2 separate regions of the Mus musculus genome follow, and region 1 is linked to region 2. The links are chromatin contacts, called in public HiChIP or PLAC-seq maps. All regions are on one chromosome and are shown on one strand. Each heading gives the region's core, a stretch centred on a gene start, on an enhancer-like site or on the middle of the called end of the contact. The rest is flanking DNA. Distances are from core to core; before and after follow the strand shown. Region 1 overlaps Ppm1b (protein phosphatase 1B, magnesium dependent, beta isoform). Region 2 has its middle 62 kb from the start of Gm46582.

Region 1 (3,566 bases), core at 527-3,026, 110 kb before region 2:
AACTGTGTGACAAGGAAGGAGAAAAGTGTCTGCACAGCAGGTTGGATCCCTACCTCCCCGGAATATCTGCTTTCCTAGAAAAGAATATCTCTTCCCGTTGCGAAATTCTGGGCATGGGGTCTGAGTGATAAGTGAACTGCCAACTGATTCCAACGGTTATAACAGTATACAGCAAGAGTACAGCTCACAAGAGACAGGCGCACTTCAACTGACATGGACTTCCTAAAGACTACTTCATATGAATGAATGAATGAATGAATGAATGAATGAATGAATGAATGTTTTTATAGCTTTCTTTGTTCTGTCTCAAGGTGGGATCTCATTCTACAACCCACGGCAGCCATAACGTTGCAGCAACCCTCTCGTCTCACTCCTCGGTGCCCGGATTATGTAAGTGTAAGCAACTACGGTCAGCTTTTAGTTCTAGGGTAAAATCACACACGTTCCCACAATGATGGCAACAATGCACCCTCTTCTACTGGAAAGAAATACTGTACTGGCTGGATTTGTCTGTCTGTCTGTTAACTTGACACAAGCTAGAGTTATCTGAGAAAAGGGAACCACAATGAAGAAAGCCCCTCCATAAGACTGGCCTGTGGGCAAGCCTGGGAGAGTTTGTCTTTTCCATTTATGTATCTATTCATATACTTACCTGTCTACCTACCTGTTTGTTTTAAGACAGTGTCTCCTTATGTAGCCCTGACTATTGTGGAACTATGTAGGCCAGGTGGGCCTCAAATCACAGAGATCTGCCTGCCTCTGATTCCTGAGTACTGTGATTAAAGATTTTTCTTGATTGATGTGGGAGGACCCAGCTCACTATGAACTGTGCCACCCATGGGCAGGTAGCAAGCAAGCTGGCAAGCCAGTAAATAGCATTCCTTCATGGTCTCTGCTTCAGTTCCTACCCTAACTTCCTTTGCCTGGGATAGGGGACTGTTAAGCTGAAATAGACCTCTAGTACCCAAACTGCTTTGGTAATGGTATTTTATCACAGCAACAGAAATACCTAATGTTTCAAGCCAAATACACTCTACTGCATAAACTCTTAAGAAGCCTTTCCAACCACATATACTTATCTTCATCCTGCACTCCAGGAAATAGTTTATCACAGACAACTAACTATATACTGCTTTATTAAGTGGTGATGCTTATGTACTGTGTGTGTGTACTCATGTGACATGGAAATAAATTTTAACTTCAACCTTTTATTCAAACAAATCAATCTTCTTAATGAAATTTATCTTTAATCAAAACTAAACTTGCTTATTATTAGATTTGGGTGTGTGTGTGTATGTGTGTGTGAAGAAGCCACGTTTAATTTGAGAATTTTAAATTTGTTTTTAAGAGGCAGGATTTAGCCTCTGGCCTCAGACTCCCAACCCTCCTGCCCTAGCCTCTCAATGCTGAGAGTAAAGTGTGTGCCACCATACCTGGCTTCCACACCTGGCTTCAAGAACTTTTTGATTGCAACACAAAGAAAAAAACAAAATATATCCCTAAGCCAAAAATCAAATTGTACTTACCCTAAGCTTGCCTCCTTGAATGAATCATCTATAAAGCCTTATGTAATGAAGGACTGATTCTAAGTGTCCCATTGTTCTGAAATGCCCCAAACTAAATCCAGTGGCACTCTAAACTCACAAGATACAAGCAGGAAGAGGCATACATTCCAATGCTTGGAACAGCAGAATTAGAGCCAACACACTACACAGCACACTCTCCTCACCATGACTACAAGCCCTCCCGCAAACAAAGAGGGCAGACTGACTGACTGACTGTCTATGTAGGAGCAGGTGGTTGGGCAGGGCATAGCGGTGCATGTTTCTGACCCCAGCACTAGGGAGGCAGTGGCATGTGGATCTCTGTGAGTTCAAGGCCCGCCTGGTCTACATAAGACACCTGTGACTATGTAAAGGGGCCCTGTCTCAAACATTAAACAGAAAAAAAGAAACAGGAAAATCAGAAAGCACGTCTTGCCAAGGGTAGCAACAAAAAGGGAGTCCTTGGAACAGAGGGGACTAAGAAAGCAACGAGCAAGCCAAGAGTAGAGTGCTCACTGCTCAGCAGCGCTGATGTGCATACTCCACTCCTGTGCCTACTCATTGCTCAGAGAGCAGGCCCAAGAGCAGGGTTGAAAAGCAGGGTTCACATTTAACATCCAATCTTTCTCAACCACCCCAGTGCTGAGGAGCAAACAAGACGTGAGTCTATATCTTGACCAGAACTGTCACTAATCTCATGTCCCTGAGCTGGGACTCAACTGTCACTAGGCCTTTTTATTTGTTCATCTTCCCAATGTTGCACACTGACTAAATCTCCTTTTCTCTCTCTGTTCTCTCTAGATTTACCCAAATCCCCTCTTCCTGAATAAGCACACTTGGATACCACTTATAACAAGACACTTTAAACTCCAAGGGGAGGGAGGGAGGGAGGGAGCTTCCTTAACAATTCTAGTCTCTCTTTACCCCTTAATACTTACAAATGTCTCCCACATTTACAACATATCCCCAAGGGAAGAATACTGCTGTGCACAGTGATGGGAGAACTGCAGCAGGACTGCTGAGACTGCAGACAGCCGTGACGCTCACCTAAGAGAGCATGTATGATCCACATGACCCTCCCATATCTTAATTTTGCACCATATGCTCAAAATCACATGTTGTCATATTAGGCAGATACCGCTGTACTCCTCACGACATGGCAGGCGTTATTTTAAATGATTCATACCTAGCTCTTTAAAATTCTACTTTAAATATATCACAAAAAGGACCAAACAAAGCATTTAATTAAATATCACTAGACAACTTTAAAAAAAAAAAGCGTTAGCAAAGGCTACCCAGATACTGCAGAATCCCCTTCCCTCCTGTGGTTGGCACACTTCTGGAAAAGAAGCACAAGGAAGCTGGCAGGCGGCACAATCGGTCAATCTCATTTCATCAAAGAGGATGGAGTGCTGTCACTCAGGGGTCCCTTTGGCACATGACACTATCATCAAGATGCATATACACAGTGACATTCAAGCCTAGTAACGACCCATTTAGGATAACATTTTTAAAAATAGTATTTATTTTATTATTTGTAATTATGTGTTTCTGTGAGAGCATGTACCCATGAGTGCCAGTGCCCGCCAAGGCCAGAGACATCATACCCCTCAGGAGCTCAGGTTACAAGCTGGTGTAAAGTTACATAAATGTGGATGCGGGCAGTCAGACTCGGGTCCTCTGAAAGAGCAATAAGCACTCTAACTGCTGAGCCTTCTCTTATCTCCAGAGCTCTTAATAGTCTCATTTTACAACTGAGAAGAATCAAAGTCAAAAGGAGCTTTCTAGAAAAATCTGGTAAAGTCCAAATAAAGTCTCAGATTTAGCTAAGAGAAAATACGGGATTTTTAGTTTTGACAGCTGTACCCCAATAATATAAAAAGTTAACATTATAGAAACAGGAAAAGAGGTCTTCATAACTTTTTTGAATGTCTGAAATTCCTTCAATGTTTCAACTTTGCTTTTCTGCATGGAGAGTAACGGGCTAGAGGCTAGCTCAGCTGACAAGGAGCTTCCCCACCT
Region 2 (3,634 bases), core at 1,085-3,584:
TCAGAGAAGTAGAAACTCCAACGGAGTCTAAATGCTGCTTTGAACCCACACCTAGAATGTGCAGAAGCTGCCCCAGGCTCTTAGCATTTCTGGCAGAGTCAGTGGCCCTTGCTGACCAGCTCGAGCAAGAAGCGCCTCTCTTCTCTCAACTTCCCTTGACGCTCCAGAGAACCCTCCAGAGAACCGATAGGGCTCTGTTGTTCCCAGGGCCGGTCCCCAAACCACCGTTTGGTTGGTTGGTTGATCGGTCAGTTGGTTTGTTGTTGTTTTCTGAGACTGGTTTCTCTTTGTGGTCCTGGTTGTTCTGGAACTCTGCCCTGTAGACCAGGCTGGCCTCGAACTCACAGAGACCCGCCTGAGTGTGTCTCTGCCTGGTTCAAACCCTAACCCTAACTCCTAATCACTTGGAGGCAGACACAAAAGCAAAATGGAGGTGAACGGTTTTCCAAGCCCCACAGTCCACCCTTCTGTTGTGCTGGGTCTCTCAACCCCTCATTCGTTTTATGCATGAAGGGGGGGGGGGGGAAGGAGCAAAAAAATACTCCACGTCTATAAATCCTTATAGGCTCAAAGTTCCAAGGTGGCAGGAACTGGATCTCTCCTCTTTTTACAAGCTGTACTGTGGGCCAAAGAGTTGAGTCAGATTCGGAGCTCAATAAATGGGCGTGGCAACTGAATTGCGTATCCCTTCTCTTCCGGCCTGCAGGAAAGCCACCCATCATCCCTTCAGGGTGGTGTGATCACTCCAGTGGACTGCAGACTGCGCCAGGCAGGGACTTTGGACTCTCTGGGAGGTGGTTTTGTGTGGTCATAGCAGCAGCTTGTCAAAGGACGAAGCAGAGGAGGGACGGGAACTTTTTAAAAACCCAAAGGCTCGTTATTTTTAACACCCCAGAGCTTTCTCTTTTCAGATTAAGCGGCTTCTGCACTCTTGCAAAGGATTGCACAGCTGAGGAATTCGTATTTACGTTTTAAATACTAATGGCTATTACTGTTTTAAGACAGGGTCTCATCTAGCCCAGGCTGATCTGTAACTCACTATATAATAGAAATTGACCTTGACTTCTGAATCTTCAGCCTCCAACTCAGGACGCTGGAATTTCAGGTATGCACTACCATGTTTGACTATTATTATTGTTTCTACATAAAGGACTGAACCTAGGACCCCAGGCTTAGAACTATATCCCATTTCCACCTCCCGCCCCACCAACCCCCTACTCATTCTGTGGACAATGCTCAATGCTAACCTCAGACTCACAGAGATTGGCCTGCCTCTGCAAGGATTAAAGGTGTGCCCCGACACCTCCTGTCTCTGCCTCATTTTTTAAACTTTTCATTTTGAGACAGTCTTGCTAAGTTGAGCAGGCCAGTTTTGAACTCTCTTTTTTGCCCATATAAACTTTGATTTTCCGATCTGGCTTTAGCCTCCGGCGTGGCTGGGATTACAGGTCGGTACACAGTGCCCAGCATTTGAGAGATTTGTTTCTTTTGCTTCTTTAACAGTCACAGACAAACTCACTGAAGGTAAAGGATGGGTGGAGGCTCCTGGGTGTGGCCAGCAAGGGCCTCCTGACACCCAAACTCCAGGGTGTCTCCTAGGGAATCAGACACAGCTAGACTAAATTAGCTCCTTTCCTTTTCCCTCCAAATTTAAAAACCTAAATGCTTTCTTGCTGAATAATATATAAATAAAGGGAAGACAAGCAAAAAGATGCCTGAGCCTCTGAGAAGGGTCGCCACTGTAATATGTAGTTTTTCATCTCTCTTCAGTTAAGGTCACTCACATTTCGGCTCCAAAATGAAAATAACCACAAATGGCCACAGCACAGACCCATGTACAATTTTCTCCATCTTCTAAAAATGAAATTACAAATGTTTGCAACTAAGTACTTCCCGCCGCAAAGTTTCTTTATCAAAAAGGACACCATATTTGTCCCAATGCCTATGTGAAGGGCCTTCGGCCAAACGAATGGGAAATCATTGGCCTGATTAACATCCTGTGATCTTAGATCTAAAAATGACCCGGAACCGGGTAAACAAGATGACGTCAGTGTGCTGGGCAGGCAGCGGTTCTCTACTGCCACCTGGAGGGCAGTGTGGTCAATGCCACACGAATTGTTTGCTAGTTTAAAAAATAAAAACGTTTGGACTAAAATGTGTGTGGGAACAGGGTCTTCATAGAGGGACAATCTTGATAAAATAAATAAATAAATAAATAAATAAATAAATAAATAAATAAATAAATAAATAAATAAATAATCAGGCTCTACATGGAGCTAGCGGTCTGGCTTGGCTCATGACAAAGGCCACCTGATTTTCCGTGCAGCTTCAGGCTTCCTTGGGACTTTGGCGTGGGAGGGAGTATCATGGTTCTAATTTATTTTCTTGTCAGGCTAATGTGAGAGAGAGGCTGCCCAGCTTTCTGCATTACACAACCGGCATGCTGGGAGATGCCCCAGAAATGTGCTGGGGTTGAGAAAAGGTCAGAAACTCGTCACTATTTCCCTTAGAAGACCGTCCACGAAAAGAAGATGAAGGGTGAATTTTAACGTAATAAAAACAAAAGCAAGACTGGCTTACTTTCAGATGAGTCCATTTGCTCGGAATGTTTACCAACCACCTCAGAATCTCAGCGGCTGAGGACAACATCTATGCTTTCCTTGCTAGTGGGCATGAAAGTCTGCCATGCCCTGACCAGGCAAGCAGGACTCCAAGCTCAAGGTCCCACACAGGCTGACTCTGCGTGGTTCCGTTCTTGCAAAGGAGCCAGAAAGAAAGTTTGTCCTATCTCTGAGGGTTCAGTGTTCAAGGCCCAGGTCAACCCAGGCAAAATCAGAAGATGCTCTTAGCCTCAGATCATCTAATGTGTGGGGCGGGGGAGATACACACAGTCTCCTATTGACGAAGCCCTGTGAAGTTCCATGGCCAAGTATGGCTGTGCGTAGTTCTGCAGAGAGGGAGGAAGGGATTGCAGATAACTGTGTGTGTTGTTAAAATAGTAAACATAGCATTATGAAAGCCTTTATACTTGCTTCCCTCTCCCCCTTCCTTCCTTCTTTCCAGCCTTCCTTTTGTTTTTGAGACAGTTTTACTCTGTTGGCCTGGTCTAACCTGGAAATCATTATGTAACCCAGGTTGGCCTTGAACACCTATCTCAGTCTCTCTACTGAGGATTGGAATTGCAGGCCCCAGTGACCACACTCAGCTCTTTTACTTTCTTTTCTTTCTTAGTTTCTTTTTTTTTTTTTTTAACTTTCATTTTTTTCAAAGAAGAACTTTAAGCCAGGCAGGATAGCACAATCTGACCACTTAGGCTAGCCTGAGCAACATGGTAAGCCCCTCTTCCAGAGTGAAACAAATTGCACTGGCAATGTCAGTTGTGGCAGACCATGGGCGTGGCATGCTCTGGTCCCCAAGTTCCTTCCCCGGCACCCCAAAGAAGCAACTTTAATCCCCACGGTGTAAACCGATTTCCTTCCAGGCGTGAATGGTTTGAGTGATAGCATCCTTACATCGCTGTATTCGTGGATTCACAGACGCAGATTTGTCGGCATCTAACCTGTGCCCCTGACCTCAGAGGCTTATTACAATGGGACACAATGTGTATTCAAACCAAGTCCCATGGAGGATTGTC

The links. HiChIP or PLAC-seq counts read pairs in DNA pulled down with a chosen protein or histone mark.
Region 1: a contact with region 2 is called in an H3K27ac HiChIP or PLAC-seq map of hepatocytes, with 3 times the contacts expected there. The contact joins two enhancer-like sites. A contact is called at or near these places in 5 of 484 Hi-C or Micro-C datasets (embryonic stem cells, granulosa cells, liver and 1 more), 8 of 115 datasets of contacts at active chromatin or transcription factors (the HPC-7 cell line, embryonic stem cells, hepatocytes and 4 more) and 2 of 9 other capture datasets (embryonic stem cells and pancreatic islet).

The regions. Positions count from the first base shown.
Region 1 is chr17:84,986,216-84,989,781 of GRCm38.p6, reverse strand. All of the region lies in intron 1 of Ppm1b (protein phosphatase 1B, magnesium dependent, beta isoform), which reads right to left. Among named protein-coding and RNA genes, the nearest start is that of Ppm1b, 30 kb to the right of the region's middle. Within about 2 kb of position 1,776, at least 34 of the 459 cell types and tissues checked have an H3K27ac peak or open chromatin away from gene starts, as enhancers often do. A contact at or near this core is called in hepatocytes and liver, where this site is marked.
Region 2 is chr17:84,876,446-84,880,079 of GRCm38.p6, reverse strand. No RefSeq gene overlaps it. Among named protein-coding and RNA genes, the nearest start is that of Gm46582, 62 kb to the right of the region's middle. Within about 2 kb of position 2,334, at least 124 of the 459 cell types and tissues checked have an H3K27ac peak or open chromatin away from gene starts, as enhancers often do. A contact at or near this core is called in hepatocytes and liver, where this site is marked.